Regions from separate parts of the Arachis hypogaea genome. Here region 1 is linked to region 2. The links are chromatin contacts, called in public Hi-C maps. All regions are on one chromosome and are shown on one strand. The core of a region is the stretch at or near the end of the contact, and the rest is flanking DNA. Distances in the headings are between cores, read along the strand shown. Region 1 holds the start of LOC112791436 (mitochondrial inner membrane protein OXA1). Region 2 holds the start of LOC112791430.

Region 1 (6,309 bases), core at 2,663-5,162, 140 kb before region 2:
TTCTGGTATGTCCTAGGAGTACTGAAAATTGGGTCGTTACAGCATCCGCACTAACCAACGGAAATATCCTCGCACAGATAATGTGGTAATCAAGCTGACGGTGATCACTGGAAATAGATGTGGCTAAGCAAGTGTGGGGATCGTTGTACCTCCTAACCTCCCAAGTGCCCTTTCGTGCACGAAGCGAAATCCGAATCAGCCAACTACAACTTTTGCCGAAATCCTTGCACTTTCCATGATACTTCAGATGGTCCGATTCCAACACTCGGTACTCAACACCTCGACGGATGCTATACTCCTTCACACTCAAAACAGCTTCATCTTTACTCTGGAAGGATTGCCCAATCTGAAATTCTGTAGATGAACCCCCAATTGTAGCAACTCCCACCAAGTGTTCACCCAGAGCCTCTAAGTTTAGAGTTGAGAAGTGTGGAGGGTACTGCTGTGTGCCAGAACTTGAAGGTACTTGTTGTGCATGTGGATTAGCACCTGTGTCATCATGGCTGTCCCCAAAGATATTTACAGGCTCCTGGTCAGAGTCATCGTCCCGTATTGCATTCTCTACTCGATCAGGTTCCCCAAAGCCTTGAACTTCATCAACTATGGCACGACCTGACTCCCCCTCAAATGCCTACTGCTGGACCCCTTGATTAGGGAAAGGTACAGAATGAACTGCCTCCGTTTGTACCAAATCAGCCGCGAAGAAGGTGATGCAACCTGCGGAATAGATGGCCGGATCGCAGGCACCGAACAAGACGCACCGCCTGCGGCAGTCGAGCTATGAACAGGAGCCGATTCCCCAGAACTATCGACAGCAACCTCCAACTTCGCATACAGCTCGTGTATTCTGACCTCCGGAAAACTCCTTACACAATGAAACAGAACACTAATATCTTCGTCAGCCGCTAACACGAACGTATCATACTGAACACCGCTCGAGACTACAGCGATGGGAATCTTGTAGAAAATCTTCTTCACCAACTTGCTCCCAAATACCCCAAGCTTCTGCAAGATGCTGTTCTTCACATCCGACAAAGTGCTTGATGAACTAACGAATACACTCAATGGTTCTCTGTCAGTGAACTTCACACCATATTTTTTGCTTTTTTTTATTTTCCCAGAGCAATGTACTAAGACAAGAACACTCTCTTCCTCACTTGACATTGTGATAATGATCTCTTCACCAGCTTGAATCTCACTCACCATATATATAGATTTTCCATCTGCATAAACCGTGCTAGATTACAAGGGTTTATGCCCATTGGAGGTCCTTCATAAACCGTTGCTGCCAGCCACAGTTCATGCATTTCTTTCTTCATAAACCGTGGCTACTTCCAGCGGTTTCTATCTTTCATCCACACAGTGTAAACCGTGGCTACCTACCACGGTTTACGTTGAGCTTTTCTTCAATGTAAAACCTGCCAGCCAGCCATGGTTTATGTGTAGCTAGGAACCGTGGTTGGCTCCCACGGTTTATATATATAACAAAACAAGATATTCAGGTATCAACTTTCTCATTGTTGTAATCTGGTAAACGTTTCTGTTGTTTATTTTAATTTGGTCATTTGCCCTATTTAAAACTTAAATACATAGAAAATAAAATTTAACAATAAATTTCTTACATTATTTATTTACATGAGTACTTAACAATCTCACATATTAAACTATTCCATCATTGATCAAATGACCAATATTTCCTTCAGGATCCTCAAAGAAATCAGATACATCATAATGAGTAGTGGAATTTTCAGCATCATTTGAAATAAAATTTGTTTCCTTTCCTTTGTCATCCTTTTTCAAAAATGCTTGATAAAGATCGACTAGGTGCCTTAGGGTACGACAAGTACATGACCAATGACCCTTTCCACCACAACAGAAACATTTATTCTCTGTTGATTTGTTTTGCCCATAATTTCTTTCTTTATCCCACTTCTGGTGAGATCCTCTCTTTTGAACATAATTCCTTTTCCTTCCATAATTTTTCTTGTTACCAAAACCTTGCCGTTTACCTCTTCTGGGGTAATGATTTGCCGCATTTACTTCAAAAAATTGGGCGGCGCCAGGTGGGCGCGCTTTGTTATTCTTTAAGAGCAACTCATTATTGCGTTCAGCAACAACAAGGTAAGAAATTAACTCAGAATATTTTTTAAACCCTTTTTCTCGATACTACTACTGCAGGAGCACATTCGAGGTATGAAAGATTGAGAAAGTTTTCTCCAACATATCATGATTAGTTATCTTTTTCACACATAATTTTATTCGTGAGCTGATTCGAAACATTGCAGAATTATATTCATTTATCAATTTAAAATCCTGTAGACGCAAGTGCGTCCACTCATATCGGACTTGAGGAAGTATCACCGTTTTTTATGATTATACCTTTATTCAAGGTTTCCAAAGATCTGCAGGATCTTTTAATGTGAGATATTCATTTTCCAATCATCCGTCAAGATGACGACGAAGAAAAATTATGGCTTTGGCTTTATCCTTCTATGATGCATTATTTTCAGCTTTAATGGTATCTCTAAGACCCATTGAATCAAGATGGATTTCAGCATCTAATATCCATGATAAATAATTGTTTCCAGATATATCAAGAGTATTGAATTCAAGATGAGAGAGTTTCGACATAATAAAAATTTGTTACCTGAGTATTTCTAAAAATTTGATCAGAGTCTCGTATTGATAACGTGTTGTAAAATAAATAAGGAAGTTGTACTAGATATAAAATAAAGATGTGTAAATAGATAATTTTAATAATATTTTTCACCACATCAATTTTTCACACTAATAAAAATGTATTAATTATATATATTAATACGTATATACTAGCACCCATAGAAAGAGAGAAGAAAATAGAATTTATTATAGTGTATGAAAGAAAAGAGAGGTAATAATATTTGTTATTGCCCGTATGTACGAAAGTAAAACTACATTTCACTATTTATAGAGGTAGCACGCTTACTTTTTTAATACCTTTTTAATGCCATTTGTTTTAGAAAATGTGAACCACCTATAATAAATGAGCATCCACATCACTTTATCACAACAGTAACATCCATTTGTTTATGTTATGGATGTCAGATTATTGAAATTCAATGTTTATAACTTTTTTTTAAAATCAATTTTTTTATATTTTTTATAAATTATTAAATTTGATTTCTCCCACTTTTATAACCATTCTTGTATGTATATGATAAAGTAAATGTTGAACTATAACAAGCTGACAACTCTTTTTATTTACAATAAAAATTGATAAAAGAATAAAAAATTAGAATGGTTTTCTATATTCAAACATTTTTTTATCATTTTCTAATTTTTTTATCGTCGTCACCAATAATACCTCCTCCTCTTTCTCCTCCTTTTAGAATTTTCTCTCTTCCTTTCTTTTCATCATCATCATCATCATCATCATCGTTATTGTCATTGCCTTCTTCTAATACGTAGCGTCATTATCATTATAATCGAATTCGAATTTATATAATAAACAATTTTTGGTTCATTTGGTATTATACAATGGTTTTGTTTTGAGCTAATTTTTTATTCATTTGAGACGCAAATGTTTTTGAATTCAAATTTATATAGTGGACAATTTTTTGTTCATTTGGTATTATACAATAGTTTCGTTTTGATAATATTTTCGGTTCATTCGATCACCACAGAGAATTAGAATCAATCAAGATATTAGCAAAATATTAATGTTGTTGGTGATGACGATAATGATAATGAAAAAGAAAGAAGACGACAAAATCGTGCAACGTAAACTAAATGACTTGGATGAAATGTAAAATTACTTGGATGTGTAGCGAGACTCAAAAAAACTATGTATAAACTATAAAGTGGTATTATTTTCTTAAAAATTTGCATCCAGTATCTTGGGTCTTTTTAATTTGGGCCATATATGTTTTTAGGTATTGGGATTACAGATAAAAGAAACGGACATCAGTTTAGATTGCATTCCAGCCCAAAACTAACAAAAAAGAAAAAAGAGGACATGATTTGCATCCATAATTCATTTTTGGGTTTCTTGAAGGGCGGCGTAAAAAAACTACGTCGTTTTGATGTTTCCTTGTTTCATGTTTTGTTTCCTTCGCAACAAATGTCAGCTTTTCTCAGCTAGCTTACTTCGACACTAGCTCGCTTTCAGGTCCCGGCGGCACTTCCACTCCAACCAACTCTCAACCCTAACTGCCGTCACCTCCCACAGTTGCCCCAACTCCGATCGCTGTTCCACCATCGGTGTCGTTGTCTTCCGCCACCGTTGGTCCGCCGCCGGTTCGTATTCTTCTCTGCTTCGTTTCTCTCATTTCGTCCAATCAATAATTCGTATGTTTGTATACGTATATAACATTGGTGATCATGTAGTAATTCCCATTATACTATTCTTCATGCGTATTATTTCTCCCACTCTCTGGAATGTTACATTATAGTTGATCAGTGTATATTTGTGATTGCTTGCAACCTGTTTGATGAAAAGCCTCAACGTTTTGAATCTTTTTTTTGTCGGAATTTTGTTGGTTATTTGATGCTGCATGATAGAACTTCCTAAGGATACAAATGGCTTATAGACGATGCCTATTGAAAAGAGGGAACCTTGTAGACTGGAAGTGTCACCCGTCTTTCAGTTATGTACTCTACAGCGATGATGGGAAACACAAGCAGCGCCCAGAAGAAAAATCATCCTCTGCAGCAATCAGTACTTTTGTCCAAACAAGGTCCTTCGGGAGCTCCCTTAATGGGTCAATGGGGTTTGGTGCCTCTTCTAGAGCGCTTTCCAACACATTCCTTTCCCCGTGCTCTGGATATAATTTCTGCCGATATATGTCGACTGTGAATGATGGATCAGATAAGATTGAGATGATGTCCGACATTGCAGATGTACTTACTGACAAGGCCGTTGAGACCATAGCTTCTCAGGCTCCTGTTTTTAACGAGGTTGCCATTGCTGCTGCTGATTCGTATTTGCCTGTGAAGTTGCTGCAGTATGGGATCGATGCTGTGCATACTTATACCGGGTTAAACTGGTGAGTTTGTACTTGTCTTGTCTCGCTTCTTGAATTCAAATCAAATTCCTAAGTAGTTCATAGTTTACTGCTTATTTGGTATCATATGGTGAGGTAAAATTAAATTGATTTGAATTCCTATGTTTAAAGTAACCAGTGAATCAAAGAATTGAATTTAATTTATACTGTTAGGAACGTGTACAAAAATGAATTGAGTCCTTTTTTCTTTTCCTTTTTTAAGGTTAGGGTGAAATGCTATTTTGATTTTTCTATTTTTAAGCCAAAGTTTATTGAGTGTGGTTTGCAAATATGAACCATATTTTTCTTATTTACTTTTGCCCTATTCGCAAGAATTGACTCCCTCTTCAATTTTAATTTCATGTTTTTTATTTAGTTTCAAACCAAGGAATCGAATTCAGTTTCTTGAATGGATTGGATCCCATGACTTCCCGAACATTCTGATAAAATTGGTACTCTTGTTGTTAAAGTTGCCATTGGTAGGTTTCTAGGTTTTACCATGAGTTAGAGGTTTGAACTTAGAAATGTCAATTCTTTTAGTTTGTCGGTTGCTAAGTTTAACTTGCTACACATAATTGCTGATGTAATTGATTTACCCAAGCAATCTTATGATTTTAAGATTTTTCTACCTGGGTGAAGAATACACTTTCTGGTGTATATGGTAGAGCTTCTTCTTGCATTGTGATCTACAGATCGTCATTTTAGGTAGGAATGCGTTTTATTCATGGCAAAAAAATATATGAATTGGCTTCTATTATGATTGTTCAACATTTAGTTGAATATATTAGGTTTTCGAGACCATGCTAATCCAAACTGTTCTTGCACTTTACACCGTAGTACATGACACCTACTCTGGGAATTGACTATCCAATGGCTTGATTATCCATATTTTGACATGTATTTGTTGCAATTTCATTTCCCATTTTCTTTCAGGTGGGCAGCCATTGCTTTGGCAACCCTTGTGATTCGAAGCGCAACAGTTCCGTTCTTAATCTACCAACTTAAGGCTACATCTAAGCTTACAGTATGTTGTTGCTGCTTATACATTCATCCGTACATATTTGTTTCCTGCAAAAATGGATTAATGGAAATTGCCCCCCCCCCTCTCTCTCTCTCTCTCTCTCTCTCTCTCTCTGTGTGTGTGTGTCCTAGTTGGAATGGCCAAAATTTAAATGCATTGAGGGAGGAATATGCTTGTTTTCTCTCTTTTATCCGAGTTAAGATTTTGGAGGGTTATTTCTGTTGCTACTCCACTCTGTTATATTGAGAGATGTTGCCAAGCTTGGTG
Region 2 (6,060 bases), core at 1,937-4,436:
ACAAAATTACATTAATTCATATTAATAATGAATTAATTTTAAATTTTTTAAATTTAAAATTTAAAAAATTTAAAATTAATTAAGTAAATCTAATTAAAACCTATAAAAACTTTCATTTTCTCTCTCATATCAATCATACACACAAACTTCTCTCTCACCGTCAGACCCTCTCCGCCTCTCCACCGCGACCCACTCCTCTTCTATCACCGAGTCACACAAACACTTAAGGATTCAAGAACAAGAAGAATCGAGGCGGTTAAGAACATGTTCCTCGTTAACGAGGAGAAAGGAGGTGAAACGATCGAAGGACTTAACGACAACCGAAAAGTGGAAGGGAAGGGTTCTTGAGTGTGGCTATACTGACGGTGGCGAAGCTTCCAGTGCCAAGGGTTGATCCTCGAATTCAGTCCATGATTTTGAGGAATAAGAATGTGTATGTATTTGCGGTTAAGGAATTGAACGAAGTTAAGTGTGTTGGTGTGTGTTTATAGCTTTTGGAGATGGAGGGATGCTTCTCAATAATTGCCTCATTACATTAAGAAATATAAAAAAATATTTATTTAATATAAAAAAATATCTATTTAATATGTAAAAGAATATCTTAATACTTAATAAAAGAAATATCCAGTTATATTTTAGCAAAAATAATTAATTATCTATAAAATAAAAAAAAATTATGAAATTCTTAAAGAAATAGAGACATTCATATTTATAATACAAAAAAATTCGAAAAATATATAAAAGAACATTCATTTAGAATGAAAAAGAAACATTCTAATACTTAGCCAAAAAAACATCCATATATATTAACTCGTAGAGATTTTGAATTCACCCAAAGATATTTGGCTGATTTTTGGCTAATATCCTTTTAGTTCCCTAGCATTACTCATAATAAAATATTAATATGACAACAAAATTAAATCTAAAATCAAAATGGTTCTCTCTCTTATATATTTTTATAATTATTTTTATTAAAATAATTTTTTATAATTATTTTTATAATTATAAAAAATAATTTCAAAAAAATAATACCAAAATAATTTTATAATTATATTTATAATAATTATTTTATTATTATTTTTATTTTTAAAAAATCATGTTTATAATTATTTTTACTAAAATAATTTTTTATAATTATTTTTATTATTTTTTTAATAATTTTAGAAAATAAGACTAAAATTTTTTTAATTATTTTTATTATTATTTTTATTTCTAAAAAATAATTTTTTATAATTATCTTTTTACAATTTTGAAAAACTAACACCAAAATGATATTCTTCCTCTTGGTGTTAGTTTAAAAATAATTATAAAAAATTATAAGAGAGAATATTATTTTGGTTTTAGTTTTCCAAAATTACAAAATAAAATAATTATAAAAAAATTTATTTTGATAAAAAATAATTTTGGTATTATTTATAGAAATGATTAAAAATAATAATAATAAAAATAATTAAAAAAATTATTTTAGTAAAAATAATTATAAGAAATTATTTTTTAAAAATAAAAATAATAATAAAATAATAAGTATAAATATAATTAAAAAATTATAAAAAATTATAAGAAAGAGAAAATTTTTTTAGTTTTAGATTTAATTTTTTTTTGTTATTTGTTAATATTTTATTTGTTGGTGAAATTTATGTCATTCTTAGCCACCAAAACTAATGCCACCATATAACTTCCCTTTAAAGTTTAGTGCAATTACTTAATTTCAAATAAAATTGATAGGTAAGAGACGTTAAATAACAATTTAGTCAAATATATTAAATTATTTAATGACTCTTAACTATCAATTTTACACCACTCTTAAAAAAAACCTGATCTGTAGACTTGTCTTTAATCTTTGCCACTTCCTTTCTCGGTATGATTGCTGGATAAACCTTCTGGAGATCCTCCAAGGTTTTCAATACAATCTGCACATGATTCACAAAATTATAAAACACAAGTTCATTATGATGCAAGAATGATAAGGAGAAATTAAAATAATAATAATAATATAATTACTCTGACCTCACGTAAGGAAGCAGAACTGTTACATAGAGAAAGATCCATGATGTCCCTGAATGACATTATCTTCTTATGGATCTCTACCATTAAAATCAATTGGTCTGCTCCTATAAATGACAACTCCGTTGAATTTCCATTATACTTGTGGCTAATTTTAATAGCTGATTTTGGTATACACTTACTATAACATTTATTATCATTATTATTATTAGTGTTCGGTTTGCTCCTTTTCTTTTCTTTTTCCTTTTCCCTTACCCTTGAAGACTTCTTGGGCGACCCAAACGCTTTTATTCCCTACAAAACCATATATTACAAATGGTGTCATATAAATCTCATATTGTATAACATTTCATATTAATTGCTAACCCCTAACAAAACTGAATTTCCTTTCCTAAACCTTCTATAGCTTTTTCAGAATTTCATCCCGGAAAAACCCTCTAATAATTGTCTCCATTTGAAAGGTTTACTGATACAATGCAATATCATCTTCCTTCAAATAATTTTCTCTAATATCCATATATTGAGATTGTTCTGGAAGGGTTTATAGAGCTATTTACCTCAAAAATATTCGTCTTGCGGCGAAAGAGCATTGGCTTCAAACCGCAAAAACTCACATTAGCCATGCTTTAATATAATAATTAACTCTTATATTATATATCTTGACTGAAAAATCTGAAATTAACAAAGCTAAAAGTTGTAAGAAAATATATCATATTATTATAGAAGAATTAACAAGAGCTGAACAGATTAATGTCCCAACCTGTTTTTTAATTTCTTCCTGCAGGAATATAAAAAATCAATAACAGATTGTTGTCGGAAATGAATATTAATTAACAAATTAGGTTGGTAATAATAGTGCAAAAAGGGAGACATACATGCATACAAATAAAAGATTGAGGGTTATTGGGAGAAGGGGCAAGGAGGAAAACCAATTAAAATAAAAGATAAATTTTCTAAACGGAACTTTGTCAAAAGAGAGAGCCAAGGAGAACAATTGAAAGAGGAAGAAGGGTTTTAACAAACATGCACTCCCCCCCTTTCCATGAACAAATAGTTTGAATATTTTAGGGTTTTCAATGCTATCCTCAACGGCTAAATTAACTGATGCAATCAAGAAAAAAAGGCTGAATTATTTGCTGGCTTGGCTTCTTTTCTAAAATTAAGATAACATTAATCAACAAAATTTTCTCTTTTGAGATTTTCCCGTTTCCCATTCATAGGAATTCTTGATATGGGACTAGCATTTTCTATATTCAACCTCATTTTTTCTTTTCTTCTAATCCTAACAAACTGATAGATAAACATTTAGTCCAGTGCGTTCCTTTCTTTTTCAACAAAGATTGATTTTTTGACTCCCTTATTCTTGGGAATTAAAATTTCTTATGTATTTGGTGGTTGAAACTTAACTTATACAAATATGATGAGTAATATTTTATAGTTTATATATCTTATAAAAAAAGTATAAATAAACATTTATACAAATTTATATATCATGCATTTATATCCTGTTACAAGAACGGTCCAAATGAAAGAAATGACAGGGAATAGTTATTTGCAAGAGAGAAAAATAATAATATAATTAATTAAAAAATAATTTTTAGAATTTAATCCACATGTCTACATTTATTTATTGGATAAACATTTATTTATATTTTGCAGTATCTCTTAAATCGATAAACTAAGAACTAATCTATGGCAAATTGTAATTTTATTTAAATATTTGACGTTAGTCACAATAAATTGCCACGTACATACTTGAATTTCAAATCTTGATAAATTTCTCTTTTTGGTTTAAGAAGGGCACAATGGCCCAATGTTAAAGTTTAAAAGGCAACGGGGTCAGCCCATATGCATATCCTTAAAATTTGGCCTGTTCAATTCAAATTTGGCTCCGTCAACAGTCGAGACCCAAAATAACACTAGTTTCCTCAATGATAAAAATAAATTCCATGACCAAAAAAAGAAAAAATTGTTTTTGCCACTTAGTTACAAGAATTTCGGATTTTTTACCCATATAAAAAATAAAATGAATAGTTATTTGTTAAATTCTCCTAATCAAATTGTGATTACAAATTTGTCCTTCTATATATGTAAATCGTTACAGGTATTGAAGTTTTATAATTTTTTTGTAATACCCGGAAACCTGCAATGATTTACGAGGGAATTTTTTAATTCCATTAATAAGTAAATCAGGGTATATAGGTTTTACCTTTTCTCATAAAACTTACTCACCTAAGACGATTTACAACCAAATTTTTTAACATCATTTAAATAAATAATTAGAAAGGTAAGTTTTACACTTCCGGAAAATCTTATTCTCTATAACGATTTACTAGTATGAGGGTGATCATCATATTGCTTTGTATTGCATGTATAGAATTAGAAGCATATATATGAAATCTTATGTCTCAGGTCTTTTTTTTTTCTGGATCTTATTACCCGGTCAAATAACTTTATTATTAATAAATATAAAATAATAATATGTATTTTTTTCTAGTCTCATTTTATATTATTAAGTAGTTGTGTCGTTTAGGTATATATTTTATATGACATATATATAACACAATAAATATGAAAAAAGATAATATAATATGCAGCGTTTGTTTAGTAGCATTTCATTTTTTTTTTGTTTAGGTATATATTTTATAACACAACACAATAAATATACAAAAATACTATTAACTTAAAGATTGAAAAGAGTGTAAGGAATATATCGTGCGTAAACATTGCATTAATTGGGTAATTGATCCCTAGACTACAATAAATACACATACAAAAACAAAAATACAGAATATACATATAAATATAAATTATAAAATATAATAAAAAATAATTTAACAGTAAACTATTGCTATATATACGAAAACAACGAAAGATAACGAAACAAAATCTCATCATGATGTCGTTACTAGTAAATCATTGTAGTGGATAAGGATTCATGAAAAACGTATAAACTTTATCCTCCTGTAACGATTTATTTGTCAATGATTTACTTATCAATGGAGTTAAAAAAAGTTGCTTATAAATCATTGTAGGCGTTTTGGTATTATATATTATCAGTGATATAATCATTTGTGTTTCTTTTCATTGGTTTAATTTTTATTAAGAATAATTTTATTATATATTATTGAAATTTCTATGATGAAAATATTGAAAATTTAATTTATGCTGATCTCAAAAAAAACTTTTTAACATAAAATAATAAATAAAAGGAAAAATAAAACTTATGTAAAATCCACGTAACTCTAAAAAACTTTTAATATATAAAAAATATAACCATTCATAATATGATCAGAAATAAGAATTTCATCAAGGACACTATTATTAAATTAGTCCTATTATACTTGGTCCTTCGTAATATTTTCAGTCTTGCATTCTGAAATTAATAAATCATATAAAATAATATAATTTAACGAATAACTTAAGAGCTATTTCCTGTAGGGTTTTTGTTTTAAAAAATGGTTTTTAAAGAATACATTATTATATATGTATATAATTAATTTAGATATATACTAAAATTAGTTACTAATATAAAATATATATTAAAATATAAAATATATATTAAAAATAAATTAAATAATATATATTTATATATAAATATAATTTATTTTAATAATTAATTTTAATATAGATAATATTTTTAGTAAACAAATAGTATAGAAATTAATTAAGCGTTACGTTAGCATTTTCCTTAATAGGAGCTGCTGACTCAAATATGCGTTGGTTTTGAAGTTTGAAACTTTGAAATAGTGAGTTGCTTATTTGCTATATGCTTACACCGTAGAATGGTTAGAACAGTGGCCATCGTGTAGAGCTTTTCAATTTTTGGCATCATCTAGCCATATTGTAGTGGATTCCAACAGCACTATGGATGTTCCACCAATTTTTCGGGCATGAAGGAGTCTATTAAAGAAAATATAAGCTACAAGTCGAAATCATTTACCAGCTTGAAAGCAACCCAATTTTGCTTCATATTTTGCAACATCATTATTAGAAAAAAAGGATAAATACATCCATAATCTTTTGTTCTGGACATATTTTTATTTTTGACCAATT

Evidence for each region. Hi-C and Micro-C count contacts between places; a contact is called where the count stands out from the background.
Region 1: a contact with region 2 is called in a Hi-C map of an unstated tissue, with 3 times the contacts expected there. The contact joins the promoter of LOC112791436 here to the promoter of LOC112791430 in region 2. A contact is called at or near these places in 2 of 8 Hi-C or Micro-C datasets (leaf and an unstated tissue).

The regions. Positions count from the first base shown.
Region 1 is chr3:127,395,348-127,401,656 of arahy.Tifrunner.gnm2.J5K5, reverse strand. It overlaps LOC112791436 (mitochondrial inner membrane protein OXA1), which reads left to right and starts at 3,912. Exons shown (of 10, transcript XM_025834275.3): 1 at 3,912-4,275; 2 at 4,540-5,024; 3 at 5,955-6,045. The coding sequence starts at 4,558.
Region 2 is chr3:127,255,365-127,261,424 of arahy.Tifrunner.gnm2.J5K5, reverse strand. LOC112791430 reads right to left here and starts at 3,186. Exons shown (of 9, transcript XM_025834267.3): 1 at 2,765-3,186; 2 at 2,562-2,676; 3 at 2,008-2,298; 4 at 1,815-1,910. The coding sequence starts at 2,627.